Regions from separate parts of the Sus scrofa genome. Here region 1 is linked to region 2. Evidence: chromatin contacts called from public HiChIP or PLAC-seq data. All regions are on one chromosome and are shown on one strand. The core of a region is the stretch at or near the end of the contact, and the rest is flanking DNA. Distances in the headings are between cores, read along the strand shown.

Region 1 (4,194 bases), core at 1,391-3,890, 170 kb before region 2:
CTCACATCAGCTCAGTGAGGCAGTTGGTATTATGCCCATTATACAGAGGGGGAAATGGAGTTTGTCTGAGTTGGAAGCTAGTAAATGGTAAAACCAAGGTGTGGACCCAGATCTCCCCGACTCTGAATCCCATCTTCCCCCCACTCCTCTTAATCAGTTTGTTCCCCTTCTCTTTCATAACACATACTCCTTATTGGCCACCTGACACCTAAAATCATTTTGAGAACCCCGGCAATGCATTTTAACTGCCTCAATGACATTGTGAGAAAGATTCAGGGGCATTACAGAATTTCAGCTCAAAGAATCATCATTTGATGCCCTATGCATCATGGTTATGAATGCCAAATTTGTGCAGTGCTCCCATCTTAATGCAGACTGCCTTCCAAGAGAGGGCACTCTACCCTTCTAGATGGTCAAGTCCCTGAATTTATTAATCCCCATGGTATCTAGCAAAGTGATGTAATCAAGAAGTGTCTCAAATGTTGGAACAGAAATGAACTAGGCATAAAAGGAATTGTTTGGTGGCTGAATAACTTAAAGTACAATTAAATAGAGCGCTGACTTTCTATCCCATAACTTATGTAGAAAAACTTTGCTCTACTCTTCTCATCTAGTATGGCAGGAAATCTCTTCTGTTTGTGCAAATGGAAAATGTTTTTGTTCTGAATTGCAGACAGATGTGGCTTTATGCCCGTGGTTCTTGCCTCCACTAAATGCACAGTTCATATTTATTAAAAAATATATATATCTTCTTGACCATCCTATATAGGAATTCAGGAGTTTGCTATGTGACTCAGCGTAACAAACCCAACTAGTAACCATGAGGATGCAGGTTCAATCCCTGGCCTCACTCAGAGGGTTAAGGATCTGGCATTACCGTGAGCTGTTGGTGTAGGTTGCAGACATGGCTCAGATCTGGCGTTGCTGTGGCTGTGGTGTAGGCCTGCATCTGCAGCTCTGATTCGACCCCTAGCCTGGGACCTTCCAAAAAAAGAGAAGAAAAAAAATCCATATTCATGTATTTTATAGCATATGAAATTTTAAAGAATATAGTGTCCTATGTATAATGTAAAAGGACAGTAAAAGTCATAAAGTAACATTTCATCAGTAAGAACTCTCAGGCGTGACAACAGTAGAAGATATTTTTTAAGAGATACAATATATTACCATGGATTTTGCTATTCCTAATACTGAGAGTATGTATGACCATGAATGCAACCATCACAATGCAGCCTGATAGAGTTGTGTTCACTGGTGACTCAAAAACTTCTTGGTGCATTGCTGTCTGCAGTGTGATTTTCCCGCCGCATACACCCCGCAACTTCCCAGTGATGAAAACCTCTTGGTAACATTCCAAAGAAATCAAAATACGATCTCCTTCTTTTATTTTTACAGTAGTTGCATTCCTAGAAAATTCAGGCTGCATTAAGACTGTATAAAAACAATTCGTGATTATGTCTCAAAGAATTGGTTTTAGGCTCCAGGATGTCTGTCAGGACAATTCTTGGTTGTATAAGACTGTCTAATCTAGCCTCCCTAGGCCCCACTGACTAAATGCCAACCACATTACCTCAATCATTGGGACTAGCAAAAATCCTCCCACAAATTTCCAAAACGTTTCTGGGGAAGTGGTATCTACCTCCTTGAAAAGCACTGCTTTCGTCAGCCCACGGAGTTCCCAAAAAGTTATGTGTCAATTTGATTCTCATACCTGGATCTGAATTTTCACATGTTAAGTGTTCATAAAACAAGGTGCATTTTTTTTAAAAAAAGACAGGTTTCTGCAGCATGCACAAAGGTGGCCCTGATTCACTGTAAGTAATGTTCTCGAATCCTCCTAGGTGGTGACCTAAGACACTAGCCCGGATGTCTCTCAAGTGAGAAGGCAAAGTTAACGTACGTGTGTGTGGAAGCTGGTAAACAAAGAGCAGGTGGACCACAAGTATGATACAGATGCACTGGCACAGGTACAGGCATCTGTATATTCAGCTGACTCGAGGGCTAGGCAAATGCCCTTGGCTGTCTCGAAGGTCCATGGGGTCGGTTCAGGAAAAAGGTAAGCCCAGGGCGAGGAGGATGTCAGCAGTTGCTAGGAGACTAACAGTCTGTGAAGGAAACAAAGGAAGTGAGTCAGGGGAGAGTGTGAATGTAGGGTTAAGGATAGCAGTGATGTCGCGGTCAGCCCAGGTGAAGGTGACCACGGCTCTGAGAACTACGTGGTGGATGTTGCTTCTTGAGTTACAGCTTCTTGCATCTCGATCTTGAACTGGAGGGAGCACCTAGTGCACGGCACAGAAGGATGTTTTCATCCCCGTCCTCACGTGGGAGCAGCGCACGGGGATATGAGCTTCCTTTCTCCATGCTTCCCAAGACACCTTGCGCTATCTTTACATTTCAGGAAAGCCAACCCCCCTCAGCTGTGTGAGGCAGACATCTGTTGACCATATTCCATGGATCAGAGTTGTGTCTGTTTTTCTCTCCCTTTGGGAGAAGGAATGGTGGGCGTGACTCCACGCAGAAATTCTGGCAAGCCAATAAAGACCACCGTCCAAGTTCCCTCAAGCTAACCATGCATGGCTCAGTCTTAGTGTAGTTTGCATGCCTGCCTCAGATTCCTGTCTTTAAGAAGGCTCTGAAAATCAGGCCCAGACAGACTCCAATGCCTATTCATCTGAAGTTCACCAGGCAGTGTGCCTGGTGTCATTTGAGCAAGCCGTTTCGCAGCCAGCTTTTTTTTTTTTTTTTTAATGACATGATTGCCCAGGCTTTCAAATCCCATTATGAAACTTTTCATCCTTTACTCAGGGCTTTTTTTTTTTTTTTTAATCTGCCATTTTAGTTTGACGGAAAGAGATGTTGAGCAGAAATAATAGCAAAATTGCTCTTTGGGACCAGATGATATCATGAGTCATGCCACATTTGGGGATCTGTAGTTGCCACATTTTTCCCTCTCCTGAAATTCTTAATGACTGACAGTGGTTGGTTATCAGGGAAGATAGGAAGAAGGCTGGACTAATCCCAGGGCAGCTTGGAGGTTCATTAGAAGGGAGGGAGGAGAGGCCCACCAGCCCTGGCCTGGGGCCACAGAAAACAAGGAGACCCCTAGCTGTGTCCTGCCAGGCATTCAGAGCCCTGCATGGAGGCAGCCTGATTGTTATTGGAAACAGTTACTGGCCAACGGCAGTGTTGTGCCTGCTGCTTCACTACGGTGACACACAACCTCAGGGCTGCAACACGATCCTCTCCATGTCGAGGGGGATGCAGAGTGCCTCCTACATACCCTAAGTCAAATCAGGGCTCCACAACTGGCTCTAAGAGAAGCAGTTACATATTCTTGTGAACATTCTCCTAGGTGTTTTCAGCTGCCAGGGAGTTCTCTCACATCAGCCTATCTAGAGAAAGCTGCAGGTGATGTTACAGCGTGGTTCTCACGTCTTCTCACCTGGTCTCACACATGGGGTCTGCTGGGAAAAGTGGATGCAGGATTCCTGGGGCACTTATCTTCACAGCTATGACCTAGCATCTCGCCCGGCACCTGGCTGTGGAGTAGGAATGAATACATAAGGAAGGCAAGCCAAGGTGGAACGGGTGTGAGGCATTCCTCCCTCCGCCCCGTCCTTCTCTCCCTGCCTCCCCCGTCCCACTCCACACCACTCCTGTTTCTCCAAAAAGTGAGGTCAACATCAGTATAACATCTAGTCATGAAATGGACAGTGCTAAGTAACTAAAAGAAACAGTGTCCATGTTAGTTATGAGTTTTGAGCCAGAAGGGCGTCAGGAAGACCTGCATTTTGGTCTTATCCTTCACCACCTGCTATTGGGCAACCTTGAACAAATTGTTAAAAATCTCTTAGCCTAATTGCTCCTCTAGCAAGTACAGATAGTAATAGTCCCACCTTATCCGTTTGTTATAAGAATTAGAGATAATTCATGTCAAGTGCTTGCACTGTGCTTGGGACTTTAGTGTTCAAGAAGTGTTAGCTGCTTTTATTATTTTCCCATAGGCTACTCATCACAACTGTGTGAGTATCAGCTCAGCGAGGTGACTGCTGCTAGGTCTGTGCCGCTCTGAGGAAAATTGCCGTCTCATCCATCTTGGGAGCAACTGGAATTATTCTCTGTACTGATTTGACCATGGATTAGCTTGGTTGCTATGGCTATATTACTTAACCTTCGGGGCTTCAGCGTCTTTGT
Region 2 (4,083 bases), core at 560-3,059:
CACCCTAGGGAAGTGTAGGTAGGAAATGATAAGTTAGAGGTGATAACAAATTTAAATATAGGGATGATAGATTATTTAATATTCTTGTTGTATTGTTATTTTATTAAAGCTCTTCTGCCCTATCACACTTGGGTAATAAAATTTGGTTGTTGGTGTTCCAGTGTTGCAAATACATCAGGTTTAAAGATCTTTTCAGCAGCATTATTTCATTTGATGCTTGTGATAACCTTGCAAGGTAGGCGAATAGGAGACTATTATCCCAGTTTCGCAGAGTGAAAACTGAGGCTTTGTATTTGAATGTAGCATGAAGGCTAAGCAGCAGAGCAGATCCTGCAATCCACCCATGTTTAAATCCCAGATCAGTGTTCTATCAGCTTTCACTATTCCACACTGCTTCTCATAAAATCCACTGATACTTGTTTTCACACAAACATAAAATGAGTTGTCCAATTATATGTCTCTCATGTTGCTTTCAGAGACTCAGTACATGTCAGTTTTGACCTCCAGATAACAAAAAGATCCAGTCTATTGAATATCACAGCACAATGTGAGATATTCATGGCATTGTGAGGATACTCCTGGCATTGCAAATGAGGATATTCATGGCATTGTGTTATAGGAAAAGATTAGAAAATAACCCATCATCGAGAAAACAGATGAATAGTGGAGTAGTCATACAATAGAATAATACGCATCAGTGAAATAACCTCTAGCTAAATTCAACAGCATGGATGAATCACAAAAACTTGAAAGATGCCAGTTGCAGAGGGTAGCTATAGTGTAGCACATATAAACTATAACAACATACAAAGTGCTAATGTTTGCATATGTGTGCAGTGGACGTATTAAGAAATGTGTGGAAATAGGAACCATAACCAGAGCATAATCATTCTGATCCTGAGAGGAAGTTAACTTCCTCTCAAGAGCAGAATGTGATGGGGGACTGGGAAGCAGGGATTTGAACTTGTATCTATAGGTGATACCTGGGGGTTGTGTCCTTTACACATTTTCACAGGTCTTAAATATTTTATAATACCTTTTCAGAAGGAAAAGTGAAGGCAGTCATTCATTCTGCACATACCGAGGGCAGGTAACATGTCAGGCATCCTGCTGGGGGTTGGAGTACAGCGGTGACAAGATCGATGCTGCACCTGCCATCACAGAACCCTCTAATCTTGCAGAGAGAGTAGGAGAAGCAGGTTTAGTGCTAGGAAGCACAGGGGGGGCTATGAAAGTTTGTGACACGGAGACCAAATGTAGTACATGTGATCTAGCAAAGGGTCCAACAGAAAAGGAAGCTTACACTGAAACTGAGGAATGAAAAGATTTAATTATTAGGAAAGGGAAGATCAGAAAAGAAAAAAAAACAAATACAGCTTAACTGTATTCTAAATGTCCTTGTCTAAAACTAAGCATTGGAGCAAGCCAGGGAGAAAGAGGCATGAGATACGGCTGGAAAATAAAGAAGAAGCCCGACCATGCAAAATCTCACATTCATTCCTTGTTGCCCTTTCAACTTGCTGGAGTCTGGTCTGGAGCCCTGTGCTGGCAAGTACCACCGGGGGCAGGGCCACGGGCATGGGTGGGGCGGATCCCAGAAGCAGAATAGCCTAAAATGCTTCAGGGGCTTCACTCTTGCTGTATCTAGAACAGTTCCCATGTTCTATCCTCATAGCAGACCAATGTCAGCAGTTGAGGGCAGGGAGCAAAAGACACAGAGGTAGAAAGTGCACATGAGCTGGCTAAGGCTCTGCCTCCCCTTCCAACGAAGGAATGGCTCTGGCAGATTTCCACATTGTAGGTATTTTACCATTCGTCATAGGCAAGTTACACAACTCCGTTAGTGATTAAATTACCAACAGGGCTGCTATTTGAGGAGAGAAGGTTCAAGGTTGTTTTTGCCCCTGCACTTTGGCTTAAAGAGAATTGAATTAATTCTTTCTTAATCGCCTTGGTTAGAGGAAAGAAACATTAAAGAAAATCATGCCTGGTCTCCAGCTGACAGTGTAAAAAAGCAGCAGTCAAGCTCATTCATTAACTGCCAGGGGTCCCTGTGTCTAACCTTGGTCCCATGTTTAGATTTATAAAGTGTGAGATCATTGTCAGCTTCATTTATCTCTGTTATTAAATTTACTAGGCCTCCTTCAAATGACATTATATATTCTTATCTAATTCAAATAAATGTCTTACTCATGGCCAGAATGTAGATGGTGAAATCCCATGGTTAACTCAATAATTGAGATAATCTCATTGTTTTGTTTTCCTAATAGAATCTTGAATGCATTGCTCATGCCTGGGATTCCACCCAGTTGCTTCCAAGTTTTCTCACAAGTGCTACTCTTGAGCATTTTCTGCATCTCAGTGTTTGTACGAGGATGGAACATTCTTGCTCCGTTCTTTAACCAGCATGTATCTTGGTGCTGCAAAATAATCACTCAATTTGGTATGTGTGTTTCCATTAATTATGATTAAGTATAATGATGAAGTATACGGATGGTGTATTAGCGAAAGGCATAGGCTTTAGAATAAGTCCTACATTTGAATCCCAGCTCTGTGGCCCCAAGGTGACTCAACCTCAGTTTCCTCATCTGTAAAACAGGAATAATAATAGCTATTTCATAAGGGTGTGGTGAATATTAAATGAGATTATTTTCAGGGCGCATTGCCTGGCCTGAAACCATTCATATTTTAGCCAGATAGATTAAGATACTGTTCTTTCTATGTAGCTTGACTAGAAATACAGTTCATTGTTTAAATATTTGAACCAACCTTTTGAATTGTGACTCATAAAGGGATTTTTCTCTCTGCTTTATGCCATCCTGTACTTAGGGCACTTGTATCTAAATCATTGGCATTTCCTATATCATGTACACAAACTGGCATCTAAGTTCATTTTGTTTGATTTGGTTCCATTTTCCTGGTGACTTTCCTAGCAGCCAGAGGTGGACTGCTCAGTCTGGAGGAAGCAGTAAACTGTCCTTCAGTACCTGCTTCAAGTGACTATCCCAACACAGGACATTCAAGGTTTCCAGTCATGCTAACCAGTGCTGCCCGGTAACCAGGAGCAACAGCCTGCAGCCAAGATGATGGAATGGGATTATCACCCGCAATTAGCCTGAAACAACCAGGGCTGCCACCCCATGCCCCATGCACTTTCTTACATTGGAGGCTTCATACATCCTCTAATCTCTGCCCAGAACAATCTTCCCTATACTCCTCATTCACCAGACTAAGTTCTACGCATTTATCAAGCCTCAGCTTGTATGTCTCCTCCAAGAAACCTTTTCTGCTGGGTGGGAATCTCTGTTACGCACTCGCCCTCCCATGTCAGTCTTGAGTTATCCCTATTATGTGTGGGCAGTTCTTGTTTTGCATAGTTCTGTTAGGCACAAACCTCAGTTACCACAATTTAGTTACATAACATAACATCAGTCCTCCAACAACACCGTTCAAACATCAGTTACGACGGTTATGGGAACTGTGAGCTATTGTATAAACTTCACTGTTGGCTTTTCAGCCCATAAGTTACTTTGTGCAGAAGAGATTCACATCATGATCAGTAACAAATTGTTTCTTCTTCAAAAGTCTGTTGATGAGTGGTCCCTGCATGTTTCTTATTCATCTCACACACAGACAGCAAAAGCAATAGTTGTGTTGCCTCCTTGCCTCCTAGTGATAAACCCTGGTGGTATTTTATGAACAGGGATAATCAAAAGAGGGAATTAGCCAGAAAAGATTAAAGTGCAGTAAAGAAATGAAGAGTGATTACCTTGGAAGTGAAGTTCAAATCAAATGTAAATGTGTTTGTAGAAGTAATAGCTGACCGTGGAATGTTGACATCTTTCCCATTGGATGTGCTCTAGATATGCAGCCAGAGGAACTTGCTGAAGGCACATTTATTGATGCATATGAGCAAAGTGGCCATGATAAAAAGGATGAGAATGTTCCGGAAGTGATCCTGGCAAACCATTTCCTGTTAAAGGAACTCCGAGAGATACTTCACATGGACATAGAAAGAGCATAGGTCAAAACGCTAGAAGTTGATCCAGATTTTAAAAGGAGTATGATAATTTGCCAAGACTA

What was found. HiChIP or PLAC-seq counts read pairs in DNA pulled down with a chosen protein or histone mark.
Region 1: a contact with region 2 is called in an H3K27ac HiChIP or PLAC-seq map of skeletal muscle, with 2.0 times the contacts expected there. The contact joins two enhancer-like sites. A contact is called at or near these places in 5 of 47 Hi-C or Micro-C datasets (heart right ventricle, liver and skeletal muscle) and 1 of 2 datasets of contacts at active chromatin or transcription factors (skeletal muscle).

What each region holds. Positions count from the first base shown.
Region 1 is chr2:145,214,342-145,218,535 of Sscrofa11.1, reverse strand. No RefSeq gene overlaps it. Among named protein-coding and RNA genes, the nearest start is that of NR3C1, 290 kb to the right of the region's middle. Within about 2 kb of position 2,640, at least 11 of the 83 cell types and tissues checked have an H3K27ac peak or open chromatin away from gene starts, as enhancers often do. A contact at or near this core is called in skeletal muscle, where this site is marked.
Region 2 is chr2:145,039,342-145,043,424 of Sscrofa11.1, reverse strand. No RefSeq gene overlaps it. Among named protein-coding and RNA genes, the nearest start is that of NR3C1, 110 kb to the right of the region's middle. Within about 2 kb of position 1,809, at least 15 of the 83 cell types and tissues checked have an H3K27ac peak or open chromatin away from gene starts, as enhancers often do. A contact at or near this core is called in skeletal muscle, where this site is marked.